Linked DNA regions of Anser cygnoides: region 2 is linked to region 1. Evidence: chromatin contacts called from public Hi-C data. All regions are on one chromosome and are shown on one strand. The core of a region is the stretch at or near the end of the contact, and the rest is flanking DNA. Distances in the headings are between cores, read along the strand shown.

Region 1 (7,506 bases), core at 3,534-6,033:
AGGTTTTTTTATTTATCAGCAAAAATAAATAGTTCTACACTCTTGTTTACTTTTCAATCATTGGTGTTGGTTATTTTCTTTCCTGTTCTCCACTTAGCTTACTACACTTCCTATTTTGAATGCACAAAACAAGTATGTGAACAAAAGCCAAATTTTCAGACTTCTCTGCACATACTGTACAAGATTTCCGATGGAAAATCAAAACCAATAGTTCAAGTAGTGTAACTGCCCAGCTAAAACTGAGCCGCTATCTTATTTTGCATAGTGGCCAGATGGGATGGGGAATCTTCTTGCAGGCTTCCACTCTGAGTTTTCACCGTCTTGCCATCATGGATTTCTCTTCCCTCCTTTTTTACCTTAATGGATATCACGCTAGGATTTCTGTTATGTTCACCTCCACACAGACAAAACGCAACCAAATGTTACTAACTGGGCGAGGGCTGGACACTGTGACGACGACAGTTAAGAGTAAGGCTGCTTCCACAGTAAGAACTTCCATTTAGGAATTAAATTTCTTTTATAAACTTCTGTACGTCCTGCTAGAATACATCCACTGAGGTTTTTTGTCTTAAACTTCAAACTTCCAAACAAGGAAAAGCCGCTGGCTGACCATGGGAGAAACAATGTCTTTAATTACTATCATAGCCTTTAACATCAGGAGCTACCCGTACAGACGCAAAATATTAGCTGGAATTAAAAGCACTGAAATACCACTTGCCAAGCTCTGCAACTACTTAAAGGAATCATCTGGGTGATGTCCTGTCAGGTGTGAAGTACGCATTCACCTGAAAAATAAAAATCTGAGCTTTCCTGTGGTTACCAAGCAACCAAGAGCAGAAAAGACGAAGCTTTCAAAATAGAAAAGCAAACTAAAGGCAAAATTAATTATTTAAAAGTCAATCCAGCTGGTTTGTCAGCCACTCTCTAAAAGCCTTTCTTATAAAAGCTCCTGTTTAATCCCTCTGACCTCTTAAACAAATAAACAAAAGGCAATTTCTAAATAGATGCTTTCCACATATATCCTGAAGATCTTCCACTACCCCAAAGGCAGATTACTACTCTCTACTGATATCTAGTAAAGCTACAGTTAAATTAAATATTTATCAAGTCCTCTTTAGGAAAAGGTAAACTTTATTTTACAAGCAACTATTGAAACAGTACTGCAAAGATAAAAATAATTTATTGTTTGCTATTTCAGGTCAATCAGCATTCAATGAGCAGGCACAAGAGGTAGAGTTGTACAAGTTGTTCACTAAATGCCAGTTTTCTGGTAAAATACTTCATTTTAGAGACCTTAAAGACCAAGACCATAAAATAGCTGTTGTCAGCTCTGAAGAGCTGTACAGATGCTTAGTTTATTATTTGTAGCAGTAACTGCGTATTGTTGTTTGCTCAACTCCAGGACTTCCTCCTACCGTTTTACAACCCGACCAATAAAAGCTATCTATTTGTTACCTTATTGATTTCACATCCTTATTTCCTGTAATACTTTTACTGCATTAGAAAACGGTGACTCACGTTATGAATTATCACCATAAAAAAATACACTTTTGTGATTCAGAATCAAACCTAGACTCGCTGATGAGCTACAACTGAACGCCTAACCTCCTGAAGCATGCCAAGCCATAGGCCTAAGCAAAGACCCAGCTTCAGATGCCCAATCCAGATCTTAACACGTTATCTAGTCTTGTATTTTGTATCACTCCTCCTGCTTTTTTCCACTGAACCTCACAGACGTTTTGCTGTTGGTGGATACCAGATCAGCCAGAAGCACAAGGACTAAAACTACCCAGTTGGCTTTTCTCAATAGCCTATCAGTTGGCCCCATCTCAGCCTTCTTGTACAATGCACTTCTTTTTCCTTGTTTAGCACGTTTAATAGCAGGACCACAGCTGCCAGAATCACACACGCATAAAAGCTGCCAGCACTCCCAATTTTCTCACAATTGCATTCTAGCATGCAGGAATACACCTCTAAACCAGTACCTAACTCCTCTGCTCAGAAGAGCTGTAAACATTTGAGATATTTACAGTAAGGTACTATAGGGTGGGGTTCAGCATTGGTAAAGCCAGGCAAAAACTGTGGCTTTTTACGGTGTTTCTGGTTTTTTTTTTTTTTTTTTTTGAAACTGTCTTTTTAATCCCTGCAACCATGAAATGTAATCCCAAATAATGCATCGCTTGCAAAAACCTTCACAAATGGCTTAAGACCTGTTGTACATGGATACAAGATATAGTTATTTCAAACAGGTACAAAAACCATCCCAAGGGATGTACAGTCTCCCTACTCTGCATCACTTTTTGGTAGCTCACGCCCACCTCGCAAGAACAAAACCATATAAAATTAAGAACCATAAAAGACATCACGTGACTGAATTATGTCCAGACAGCGCACATTGATTCATACAGATTCCTCTTGTGTTTGTTTTAAGTAAAACACTGAAATATCGAGCTATTGACTTTTATCTACTTCCATCAAAACCTCAGTCATTTTTAATGAGGTTTCAAGTTTTTAGATTTCTCTGGCTCTTGCCTTCAGAATGCTCTCATCTGGACTGAGTCATATATATCCGAGCACATATAGTTTCTCCCTTTTTAAAGACAAGACTAACATTCAAACCACCACCAGGGAAACCATAGATTCAGAATCATCTCTCCTATGACTACAGTCATATCCTCCTCCAACTCCTGTCTTACAGTCGAGAAAAATCATAACCTAAGCAGAAATTTAAGAAGGCGCTTTCTTTTCAAAGTGTGTCACTTCTAAGGAAGTCCTCCTGTAATCACAAAGTTTCCAAACAGCTCTGCTATCAGTCCGAATTCCCAGCAACCAGAAGCGAACAAAAAATGAAGCCTTGCAAAAAGGCTCTCTCTTTGTGTGAGGCAACACGCAACAAAAAGCTTTTAAACATCAGATCCCAAAACTGAGGAGATGTAAAACGTTCAGTTAGGCTCTGAAAAGCTAAAATAACACCCCCAGAAATAAAAATTAAGCCAAACAAAAAAGAAGAAAGGGGGTTTCTCCCGCAAGCTGGTCTCCCCGTGAGCAGGCTGTGCAGCAGACACGTACCTTCAGACGGTGGCAAGGGTCTGCTCACCCACCGCAGGCTGCCAGGCAGGAGCCTGCGTTACGAACCGCCTCAGAGAGGGCTGCTGTCTCCATTTTCACATCCTACCTGATATTTATTGTGCTGCCAAAGCTGCCTCGGTGCTGACACCGCCAACAGATGCCGTCTCACCTGGATAACGTTATACACGCCGCCCGCCAGCCCTAGTACCCCTGAATTTGTGTTTTGAGCCAGAACCGCGTCCTGTGCCTCACGCCCTCACGCAACTCCTCTCCAGACCCTTTTCTCACCCTTTTTCTCACACTTTTCTCATAGACGAAGGGGCCTGAGAGGCAGGGTGGGGGAGCCAAACAAACCCACCACCCGCCCGGCGACCCACATGCTCCCGACGGGGATCCGGCGCCTTCCTCCCCACAGGCTGCCCAGGCCGAGGCCATGGGCGTGCGGGGCGACGACCACCGCCACCCCGACCCCCTCCCCTTCCTCCTTCCTCCCTCCTCCTCCTCAGCCCCTCGGGGCGCCGCCACAGCTCCCGGCGGGCTGCCCCCGCCGCCCGTTACCCGCCGCCAACGGGCGCCCCACGCACCCCGGCGCTGCCGCGGGGGAGCCCGGCGGAGCCCCGCGCAGCCCCGGCCGTGCTTCATGGGCAGCGCCGAGCATGGCCTCTCCTCCTCCTCCTCCTCCTCCTCCTCCTGTCCTCCTCCTCCTCCCACAATGCACCCCGGGCATCCACATTTGAAGCGACTTCCTCGCCCCACGGCAGCCCCGCGCCGCGGCTTCTCCTCCCATCCCTCCCTCCCTCCCTCTCTCTCCTCCATCCCTCCCGCCGCGACCCCACTCACATCCGTCGATCTCCTCCTGCAGGTCCTCCTGGAGCAGCGACAGATCTGCGGGGACACGCGCACCGTCAGCCCCGCGCACACACACACACACACACACACACACCCACACACCCCGCCTGCCGACCCCACCCCGCAGCCCCCCGCACCCGGACGGGAAGCGCTTCCGAAACCGGGGCGGGGGAGAGCAGCAGCAGCAGGAGGAGGAGGAGGAGGAGGAGGAGGAGGAGGAGGAGGAGGAGGGCTGGAGCCTCCGCGGGGAGGCGGCGGAAAGGGGGAGGGGGGCGCTACCTACCCGCCATCTTGCTGCAGCCCCCGCGGGGCGCCGCGCTACATGGAAGGAGCCGGGCAGCGGGGCCGGCGGCGGCGGCTGCGGAGGAGGAGGAGGAGGAAGGGGGGCGGCCCCGGCGCTGCTCCGGGCCCGGCGGCGTCTCCCCGCGTCCCCGGCAGAGCGGCGCGGGAGGGCGGGCGGGCGGAGGCAGGCGGCGGGGAGGAGGGGTCTGGGCCGGACACGCTGCCCCCGCCTCCGCCCGGCGGAGCCGCGCTCGCTCCCGGGCTCCCTCGCTCGCACACGGCCGCGCCGCGCTCCCCGCCCCTCGCTCTGACTCACGCCCGGAGCCGCCCGGCCCTGCCCGCGGGCTGCGAGGCTCGGGTCGGCGAGGGTACGGCCGTGCGCCCCGGCCCGCTCACCTGGCCGGGCCCGGGAGTGCTCGCTTGTGGGGTTACCTGCGGAGAGGGGTCGGGGCGCAGCGGGGCGGCTGGGACGCCAAAAGTCTCGCTTTGGCCCTCGTGGAGTCGCTGCTGGGGAGAGGAGTCCCTGAGGTGGCTGGGACGGCAAAGTCCGGGGAGAAGGCTCCATGCCGGGAAGTCCCTGCTTCGGCCTCTGTGAGGTCACCCAGAGGGAACGTCCCCAGGAGGTGGCCCTGCCACCAGCACACCCCCGCGCACACACAGGCACCCTCCTCGGGTAGACTGCAGGTGGGGGCCTCGCCGAGCTGCAGCAGCTGGGCACCCGTGGCTTAAAAGCACGGCGAGTTCCCTACGCTGCTGCTGTTTGAACTTTACAAAACTTAGTTGCACGTACACATAAAGGTATCCCTCCTTTTCCGCGTCTGCTGGCTGTGCCTCACAGTCAGTGCTGGCGTTGGTCGTCGCTGCTTGTAACTGTTCAGATAGATTTTCCGCTGTACATGGGAAGCCGAAAAATGTTGGGTAAAACAAATGTTCTAATTAGTTAGTACCCAGAACGCTCGATAAAGAAAAAAACATTATGGATACTGATGTTACCAGGAAGTCTTATCTGTTCCCCAGTCTTATTTTTATCTCTGTAATCATCAGTGGTGTTGTTACTGCACGAAAGAGCAAAATAAGTTATTTTTGCCCAGTTTTTCCAAATAGGATGCAGTTTTGGTTGCTCAGTTTTTAACTTAATGTTTGACAGTACGCCTCGCCTCGTAAGCTGTTTTTTAACATCATACTACTGCTGCTTTTTTTTTTTTTTTTTTGATAAGTCACATAAGGAATAAATATCTAGAGTTTTTCCTTTTCTTTGCCATTGTGGCTGAAAATGTGCAATATTTTAAAACGCAAACATCTCTTTTCTTTACACTCCTTTAGGATGAGCTCTGCCCTGTTTCATATACATTCAATCTTTAGAGAAATCACTCGGGCCTACTGGATACTGATCATGCAACACTTGCTTTTATTCAGATATAGGACCTCAAAATCTGAGTAAATCAAAGAAATCCACCATGAGCATGTTATATGAACCGTGATATTCTCTGCCAGAGTAATCGAAGAGAAGATTCAGGGGAAATATTTGACAGTGCAAATAGCTAGCAATGCTGGATGTAATAGCAGTCGACCTAGAACAGAAAAACAGACCACGCTTGAAGACCAAATTTTTATTATCTCTTATCACTGCAAGTTATTTTCAAGGAGGTTTCTTTCCTCTCTGCTTTACATTCTTCACCACAGTCAAGGCTCAGTTTTGCGTCTTCTGAAGTCAACAGCAATAGCCTCAAAATGCTATGTGCTTGGTTTTACTGAAAGAATCAAGGGCTTTGGTTTCTCTTTCCAACTCTATAAAAAGGTGCTAATGCACACTAGCTTACAGTGGTCTGAGCGCAGCAAAACTGTCTTGACTATTATTATCAGAATGAGAAATCAAACTGAATGAGATACATATGCTGCAACTGGGTTTATAATTTGGAATATATCGGAATTACTGCTCTTAAGAGTATATTAATAGTTTTAATTATCATCAGTGTACAATTTATGCAAGAAAGCAAGGTAAATGATTGCAAGAGATCATATTTAACATAAATTCATATAAATTAATTTTGGATCTTCCTATATGCATGTGATCTTCTCAAGCAGTGATTAGTGATTTTCTCTGTAGGCAGGAGTGTGTGGGATGTAAATAGCACAGATAACAAGGATCAGAGTGATTTAACCTTGCAAGACAAATTGCAACCGTTCAAGAATGGCAATTTTTTGTTACAAGTTAGCCCTAGAATATTAGACAGCTTCTCAGATGCCCTTGGTCCTGGTACCACTGCTAGCTGTCATTGGGAAAGGTCTCTTCCTCTGTGAACAGAAGCTGTGGCAAAACCTTTGGCTCGTACAGTGACATGCACATGGAGAAAAATCACTTTGATTTGGCTTCAAGCTACTATGCAATGTAAAATCCCACTTAATGAATAAGTAACCAGATATTTCTACACTTCTCGGCCTCAGGAGACCCGCAAATCCCCTGGCACTTTTTAGGGGCCTGATCAAAGTTCAAGGCCATCGTAAGACTGCCTGCCACAGGTCACAAACCAGGCAGGCAGAGACGCTGTAAGTGTGTGACAAGCCCACTCTTTCCGACAGTGCTGAACTGCCATTCGAAAATAAGGTACCTAATTATACAAGAAATTTTTCATAGCAGGCTTGTTTCATTAGACGAGACGTGTTAAGGAACAAGCTATACAGCACCTGCCAAAATGTTCTAACAGATCTGTGCTGGAGTTCTCATAATCCATTTGAGTACCTGTACAGGCGCTGGAAAATACAAAATTTAAGAAATGGATAAACTCACATTCACACACTCATCTCATGGAAAAACACACTATAAGGGACAGATGCCAAGGCTATGGATGCAAAGACACAGATGGAAAACTACTTGGCAAGATTATTTGCATGGGACAGAAGACACCTGTATTGCTATCTGTATGAAGTATCTCATAAAAGCCCACAGCAATCAACGAGACTTTATAGTATTTGCATAAAGTACTGCATAAATATTTACAAACCTACACAAATGACCAAGCAAGGTGCAGGATACCTCATATCCACCTAGACGTATTTCCGAAATGGTATCCTGGGGTTGGTTACCAACATTTCTTCAGTCAAAACTGCACCAGAGATATGGAGCTCAAAGCCACCGCTCTCACAGAAAATAATTCATTTCCTCTCACTTGTTGTGAAGAAGCAAGTCACCGTGTCTGACCAGACAATAGTGCCAGCTTTCACTGTCCGCATGTTAACCAGCTTTGCATTTCTCCCAGGCTACCCTTCCTGTGTGGGATGAGCTTCCCATAAATATCCGCAGAGCCA
Region 2 (7,506 bases), core at 3,692-6,191, 220 kb before region 1:
TGATTGCACATCTAATCAAAAATGCAACTGTCCAAATATCACCAAAATCAGCTCCACCAAGCCAATATGCCTTGATTCTGCCTTGATTCTGTAGGTATGTATCCAGGGCTACCTCTTTCTTGACACCTCTGAGGAATGAAGATCCACATTTACTTAGAAAACATGGAAGACATAGTTGGATATGTTGCTGCCCCAGAGCTTAAAAAAATTAATTAATTAATTAAAAAAACCTGTCCTCGTCCCTCCACTTCAGCGCAAAGCTCAGTCGCTGGGGTTAAATTAATGATGAAGATGGCTGTCAGCTAAGGCTCCAGTTTAGCTCTTGTCTGGTGTATTCAAATTTGTCATCTTGTGGAGATAACCAGAGACCTGAGCAATTGACATAAATGTCCACTGGGTGGCACTAAATAACAAGGCTGTGGAGCGATCCTTCCACGCACAAGATAAACCCTGTATCAAAAGCTAGCCAGCTCTGCTACTTTAAAAGGTTTCAGGATGCTACTGGCATATTTGTGCACACTCTGATGAATGTTCTGAATTTTAGTAGTATGTCTCCTATCGATTTGGCCTTTAAAATTCACAGGTGCAACACTACTACTTCTGTTGCTATGCCAAAGATCACAGGATGGAGAGAGAAGCTGTGACAAAGCAAGATATTGGCTCTGAGAAACCAGCAGTTCGCTCGGTGTGACCATTTATCTCACACTAAAGCCTGCTATTTACTTCATCCTTTCATTTTAAAATAAGACGGCAGGCTGAGTCAATCAGGCAAGTCTTCACCAAGACGTTCTTAAGGTAGCTGTTGATTAAATCTTGTTTTAAATGCAGTGTTCTTCACCATAAAGAAACGAGAGGTAAGGTGTATTGCCTCCAAGAAGAGGTAACATCTGTTACTAGCTAATAGTGCAGTCTTACGAATGCCAGCTTTCCAAGCACATGCACTTTCTTCAGGTCTCAAGCCCAATCTTTTAAGAAACAGCAACCTCAAGGCTTTTAAAAGTTTCCCTCTTGTTGTTTTTGAAGGGAACTGGACATCTTAATGAAAATCCTAAGTGGGATTCAATGTTTACAATTTTGCCTGTTAAATTACTGTATCAGCCTAGGCCTCTGCTTTGCACTTGCATGTTAGAGACATAACATATGACTATAGGAGTGGCTGCAGGAGTCCATACCAAAGATTCACATGGTCCAACAGCGACCAGTAGTAGAGCCTGGGACACATTGCACTAGGGCAAATACAGATGGCAAATCCTCCCGGTTCCTAACAGCCTGAAGCTCAGGCACTTGCGAGCCCAGAAGTGACATTTGTGCTTACCAGCCTACAGTGTATTTCTTCTTCTTTCCAAGGATTTGTCTCATTTGCCTTTTTCAACATGCGTGTTATTTTGGCATTGATGATTCTGCATGGCAGTAAGTTCTGCATTTTTATACACATTTCTCAAAAAGGTTACTCTTTCCATCTTGAACCAGCCCCTTGATCATTTTAGATGCTGCCTGACAGTACTGCTCGTAACAGTACTGCCAGCTGAGAAGGCCAGTGCATCATCTACCTCTTCAAGTAAAACAGTAACAATTATCCTAATATCGTTCAGCTCCTTGTTTGGAAAAAAATGCGCACCAGTTTATAGAATTCCCATGTAATACATGGATGGCTAGCTGTGTAACCAGGACTGTTCCAGACAAGTATCTGCATGTAGCTGTACTATCTGTACAGGGCCTGTGCTGCCATTCAGAGGGACCTCGACAGGCTGGAGCATTGGGCAGTGAGGAACTTCATGAATTTCAACAAAGACAAATGCAGGGTGCTGCACTTAGGGCAAAATAACCCCAAGCACCAGTACAGGCTGGGAGCAGACCTGCTGGAAAGCAGTCCTGTGGAGAAGGAGCTGTGGGTCCTGGCGGACAGCAGGCTGACCGTGAGCCAGCAGTGTGCCCTTGTGGCCAAGAAGGCCAGCGGTGTCCTGGGCTGCATTCAGAAGAGTGTTGCTGGCAGGTCGAGGGAGGTGATCCTCCCCCTCTGCTCAGCACTGGTGAGGCCACACCTGGAGTATTGTGTCCAGTTCCGGGCTCCCCAGTACAAGAGGGACATGGAGATACTGGAGCGAGTCCAGAGGAGGGCTACTAAGATGATTAGGGGACTGAATCATCTCATATGAGGAGAAGCTGAGAGAGTGTGGCCTGTTTAGCTTGGAGAAGACTGAGAGGAAATTTTATCAACGTGTACAAATATCTGAAGGGAGGATGTCAAGAGGACGGAGACAGTCTCTTTTCAGTGGTGCCCAGTGACAGGATGAGAGGCAATGGGCACAAACTGAAGCACAGGAGGTTCCGGCTGAATATGAGAGGGCACTTCTTTACTGTGAGGGGGACAGAGCACTGGGACAGGTTGCCCTGAGAGGTTGTGGAGTCTCCTTCTCTGGAGATATTCAAAACCCACCTGGATGTCATCCTGCACAATGTGCTCTAGGTGATCCTGCTTGGCAGGGGGGTTGGACTCGATGATCTTCAAAGGTCCCTTCCAACCTCAACCATTTTGTGATTCTGTGATATGTCTTCACCCAGTTATAAAAGTATTGCTGTGTACAAATATGATGGTGCAATATTACACACAGGGGAGAAGTTTCACACTTGTTAATCAGATATGAGGGCTGCCTAACCAAACATGCTACTTGTACTATATATGATAAAAGGAGCTGAGAATGTTTTTAAAATCTTCTCCTCTGAAGGCTCAGACATAAAGGCTCAGACCTTTAGAACCAAACTAGCCTAAAGTTTATCCAATCATAAAAATGCTGTGAAGATAAAGCCCAGTATCTCAGGCCTTTCCAGACACAAAAGAAAGTGTTATATTCAAAATGAGACATGAGAAATACAATGATACAAAGTGCCAAGGTGAGATTTCATGCTGTGTTATAATCATTTTATGAGGTCTTACAAGACCCTTAGATTTTAAGATAGTTTTACACCTGCCCAGTTCTGACGAGGTCTGGGACTGAGATCTGCCTATAACTTAAACCATTTAAATCACTTTGGAGCATTCAGAGAGTTACAGCACTGTTGTACCATCCCCTTCTGCTAAAACTTCTGTCACATCCTGTATTTAAAGACAGGAAAAGTTGACATCTTTAAGCTGAGTGCAGATTGAATTCATTGAGAAGGTCTGTGGTTTTTCCTTTCAACAGTTTAGATACTGGTTTATTGCTCCCTCTAGAAGCCATACCACTGTGATCGTGGGGAAACCTGCTTTCTTAAAAGGATGGGGGAAAGAACTCTTCCTTGGAAAGCTTTGATTGAAAGATTTTATACAGAACATACAATAAAAACCTCACCATAAGGAGCTGGAAGTTTCCTACATTTATTCATAAATGGCATTTTTCACAAGCAAAAAGTGGGCCTTGGTATTTTCCCATCATAAGGTCAGCCAATCAGAAAGCTAGGTGCAGACCTAGCATTTAAAAGCATTTCCTAATTTTGAATAAATCTGTAAACAAAACTAATTGGACCAAATTCCTTCTAGCCAAACCTAAGTGAAGTCTGTTGAATTATGTCAACAGGAAAAAATTTGACCTATCTTGTTTGTAAAATGTTGCGCAAATATGACAAATAAGTTGAGTAAACAGTTCCAGAAAGTGTGCATCATCATTCAAAATATGTTCTGGGAGACATAAGGGTAGATAGTGGGCTGAAGAAAGACTTGCATCATGGAAAAAAAGCTAAATAAAGATTCAAATCTGCTCTAACACATTGAGCCTTGCTGCTCTTATTTCTTTCTCTAACTTACTTATTTAGGACAGAAACAAAATCTATGTACCTATCAGACAGGAGCAAATTCCCCTCTGGTACAGTCTGGCAGGATTTAAGACCAAGACCAAATCAGCAGTTTGATTGCCCGAGGATGACAAACACTGGGCACGGATGAAGGGCAGGATATAATTTTACCTATCTACCTTAAACATCCCAAACCAAAGAGAATACTTAGTGTACAGTGCATGAATCAAAAGCGCTTCATTATCTACCTGCACAGGATAACTGGTCGATTGGATTTGCAGATATCCTTTTCCTGTCTTTGGCTTCTGGGCAGTTTTATTCCTCCTGGCAGGAATTTATTTTTGGCCTCTGCAAAGCTTTGTAAGCTGGTGTCAATAGCAGCAGCTGCTTTTTGCCAGCTGTGGGAGCTGCTCTTGTTAGGGACCTGGAAACCACCATGAAGGGAGAGTTTGGAGGGGCTGAGAGAGTCAATACTACAAGCAGGTGCCCATTTGTGCTCACCCTGTAGGCAATCCATCTGTTAAAAACCAAAAGACAAGCAGTAGTTAAACATACTAGTCAAGCCTTAGGTTTACAACACCACGAGACTGATGCTGCATCGAGGTTTCTGATGGCTGCATCATTTGACAGTTCTTGGTCTCCAGCGCTGAGGTGGATCACTTCAAGAGCTCTCCACAAAGGGAAGCCAGAACCAACAGGGGCATATTCTCCCTTCCCCAAGCCCCTTCGGTGTTTACATGGGTATTTACATGTGGTTTCCCCACGGATCAAGACCAGTCTGGTGAAAAGCTTTACTTCCTCTTTCCGTAGGTCAGGCCCAGTCTGTTCTGGCTTGTCAGACAGGCTTTAGACTCTTCCGAGCGCCATTCCAGGCAGCGACTTCAGATGGGTGCTACGCTTTTGCAAACTGCATGCTAGCCATCTGATTCCGTCAAATTTTTACAGACTGGACACAGCTATCTTAGCTCTACTATTTTTGTGCAACTGTATGTTAAACAGATATTACGCAATGTTTCACTTGCTACCTAAATCAAACAGTCTCGTATGTCTGGGTGCAAGGCAAATGGGATGCCTCATGTTCCTCATTTAAATCAAGCAGGCTTGTGGCATATTTCTTCATTAATTTCTTCTCAGAAAGAGTGCTTAGGCATTGGAATGGGTTTCCCAGGGAGGTGGTGGAGTCATCATCCCTGGGGGTGTTCAAGGAAAGGCTGAACGTGGTGCTTAGGGACGTGGTTTAGTGGGTGACATTGGTGGTAGGGGGATGGTTGGACCAGATGATCCTGGAGGTCTTTTCCAACCTTAAATGATTCTCTGATTCTGTTCTATGATTCTATACCTGGGTACAATGCAAACAAAATATATTTCACAATTAGGTCTTCTTACTGCACAACTGTTCCTGCTGATTCTTGTTTTCTGCTATTCTGGAGGCAAACTCGCTGATCATTTCTTTCTTTTGTCAAATCACCTTTTCCACAACACGGGAGTCAGAGCCACTGGTACACCTGAGGACAACCTTCACTCATCCTCTACCTGAGCCACTAAAAGCTGCCTTTCTGACCATCAGGTGGAAGCAAAAGATAAAAGTTCATTCAACTGTGTTTGTTTTTGCCATTGCTTGATTTTGCTTTGTTTTAAAGGGACTGCATCAATCACATGCTTAAACGTAAGATTGTAATTGGACACTTGTCTGACTTACAACTTGTTAGCAGGAGTGATTATTTGTTTAATGAGGGCTGGGTATAAGTACTAGACAGAATTTATAAGCTCTTGTTCTTCAACTGTGAATCACAGCAGATGGTTCCAGTCTATGCAGATTAAGAGCAAAGTAACACATTTTGTATTTCCAGAATAAATAGGAATATCTTAACACCAATTGCAGTTAGATCATGCAAAATAGAGAAGACAGCATTTGAAGTGCTGAACGTCTACTGATTTGAGCAGATTTTGAGATTATAAATATTACATTTGGCACTTCAGAATCATCCACACCACAAATGGATGAAAAACTGTGAGAGAGGAGAACGAACCTGCAATAGGACTGGGATTTGGTTCCCCTTTCCTCCCTTTCCTTTATACCACTCTTCCACCCAAGCCTTTTAACAGTAATTTCCAATAGACACAATTTCTGCAAGGATCTATGTATATGGTCAGAACTACTTTTGTCACCAGGATGGTTTCTCTGAATAAGGCCCCTCTTAACTCCAATCTTTGTTCCCAGCAGGTTAAATCTAAGTATTAAACAAGTGAGGACAGAAGTACATATGGGACAGATGGGGAAGCACAAGGAAATGTCACAACAGTATTCATCAGCATGGCTGGTATCAATTCCAGCAGCCTTAACTGTTACCCTTGGTTTTTTAGATATCAGTGCAAAGAAGAACTGTAACAAGGAATGGAAATGGTATTTTAGATATTCATATATATAGGACCAGCCTGCAGCTGAGGTGGCTGAATTCACAGCAAACGTCAGCTGGCAATTCAAAGCCAAGCGATCTCTTGTCACCCTGCATGAGGGCGACGTCCAGGATGGAGAGAGCGTTCTTCTGTATGGCAACACCTGTGGTGGAGACGGGCATTTCTGTTGATGAGTTAGTGTCAAGGTTTGGTCCTGCCTATCTTTGAGGAGTATCGGTTAGCAGCGTAGCGCAGACCAGACCATGGATTTTGTCAGGCGGGGTCTATGCTGCAAGGTGGTACCTGGTGCGTTTGTTGGTCCCATAGCTCCTGTTGTCATCCAGCTTCTGACACAGAAATAGCTGTTGTACAGTTGAATCACAGTAATTATGGGGATTGAATAGTAGAAATCAAAATGTTACTAATGCAGCTCTATAAGGAGAGAGAGGCCCTGGAAGTGAAAAGAAGTCATTGAAATATAAAGGGAAGTAATCACAGGAGTTTTGTGGCCAAATTTGGAAAAGCAGCATTTGCAGCAATATTCTGGATGGCTGTGAAAGGAGAGAGATTGAAATCACTAAGGCTTTTACTCAGGGCAGAGAAAAGAAAGTGATAGTTATTGAAATAAATAATAGGCTTAGGTGTCAGGGAAGTACAAGGGCAGAGGCTGCATTAAAGTGGGTTTTTGATGGAACACCAGATAGCAATTGTAAACTCTTTGTGAAGTGTGCTGAGAGATTAAAAGAAAAAGGATGATGAGGCAGTAAACAGGGACAGCAGGTGAGTTCAAGGGCACTACTTTGATTAAGATGGGAGAGTTTAAATCATGCCTGGGTTTGTAAAAAGGACAAACCGAAGAAAAATGAGGCAGTAAGAAGACTGAAGATGAGTAAAGATAGTGCAACGAGAGGGTATAAGAAATTGAAAAAGAGGGTGAAATTAACTCACGAGGAACACAATCAACAGTAGAAAACAAACATGAAATTTGAAACTTGAGTGTCTGCCACGGCAGGAATAGTGAACTGCAGATGGGTAAGGGCACATATGGTTTTGGGTCTGGTGCGCAGTTTCTGTCTCCTGTTTCACTGCGACGATCCTGAATCATCAACATGGTTGGTGCTGAGTGACCCAGGCTCTGGTGCAGCGACGCTGTCAGCACCCAGGTTTGGTGCTGGGTCCTGGAAAGGTGCAGGGGACACAGCTGTGGGAGGCTCCAGTGTTTTAAGCAGAATCCGCGCACCAGGATGCTCCTGTCAGCGGGGCAGCCATTTGTTTCTTCGTGGGTACCAAAGTGTGGAAACAGCTGGACCTAATAACCCACAGAGGTATCAGATTAGCCTG

What was found. Hi-C and Micro-C count contacts between places; a contact is called where the count stands out from the background.
Region 2: a Hi-C map of liver shows a contact between it and region 1, with 1.8 times the contacts expected there. The contact joins the enhancer-like site here to the promoter of PPP4R1 in region 1. A contact is called at or near these places in 2 of 7 Hi-C or Micro-C datasets (both in liver).

What each region holds. Positions count from the first base shown.
Region 1 is chr2:109,246,236-109,253,741 of Taihu_goose_T2T_genome, reverse strand. It overlaps PPP4R1 (protein phosphatase 4 regulatory subunit 1), which reads right to left and starts at 4,783. Exons shown (of 20, transcript XM_048077066.2): 1 at 4,633-4,783; 2 at 3,910-3,954. The coding sequence starts at 4,765.
Region 2 is chr2:109,468,901-109,476,406 of Taihu_goose_T2T_genome, reverse strand. No RefSeq gene overlaps it. Among named protein-coding and RNA genes, the nearest start is that of NDUFV2, 11 kb to the right of the region's middle. Within about 2 kb of position 4,941, at least 2 of the 3 cell types and tissues checked have open chromatin away from gene starts, as enhancers often do. A contact at or near this core is called in liver, where this site is marked.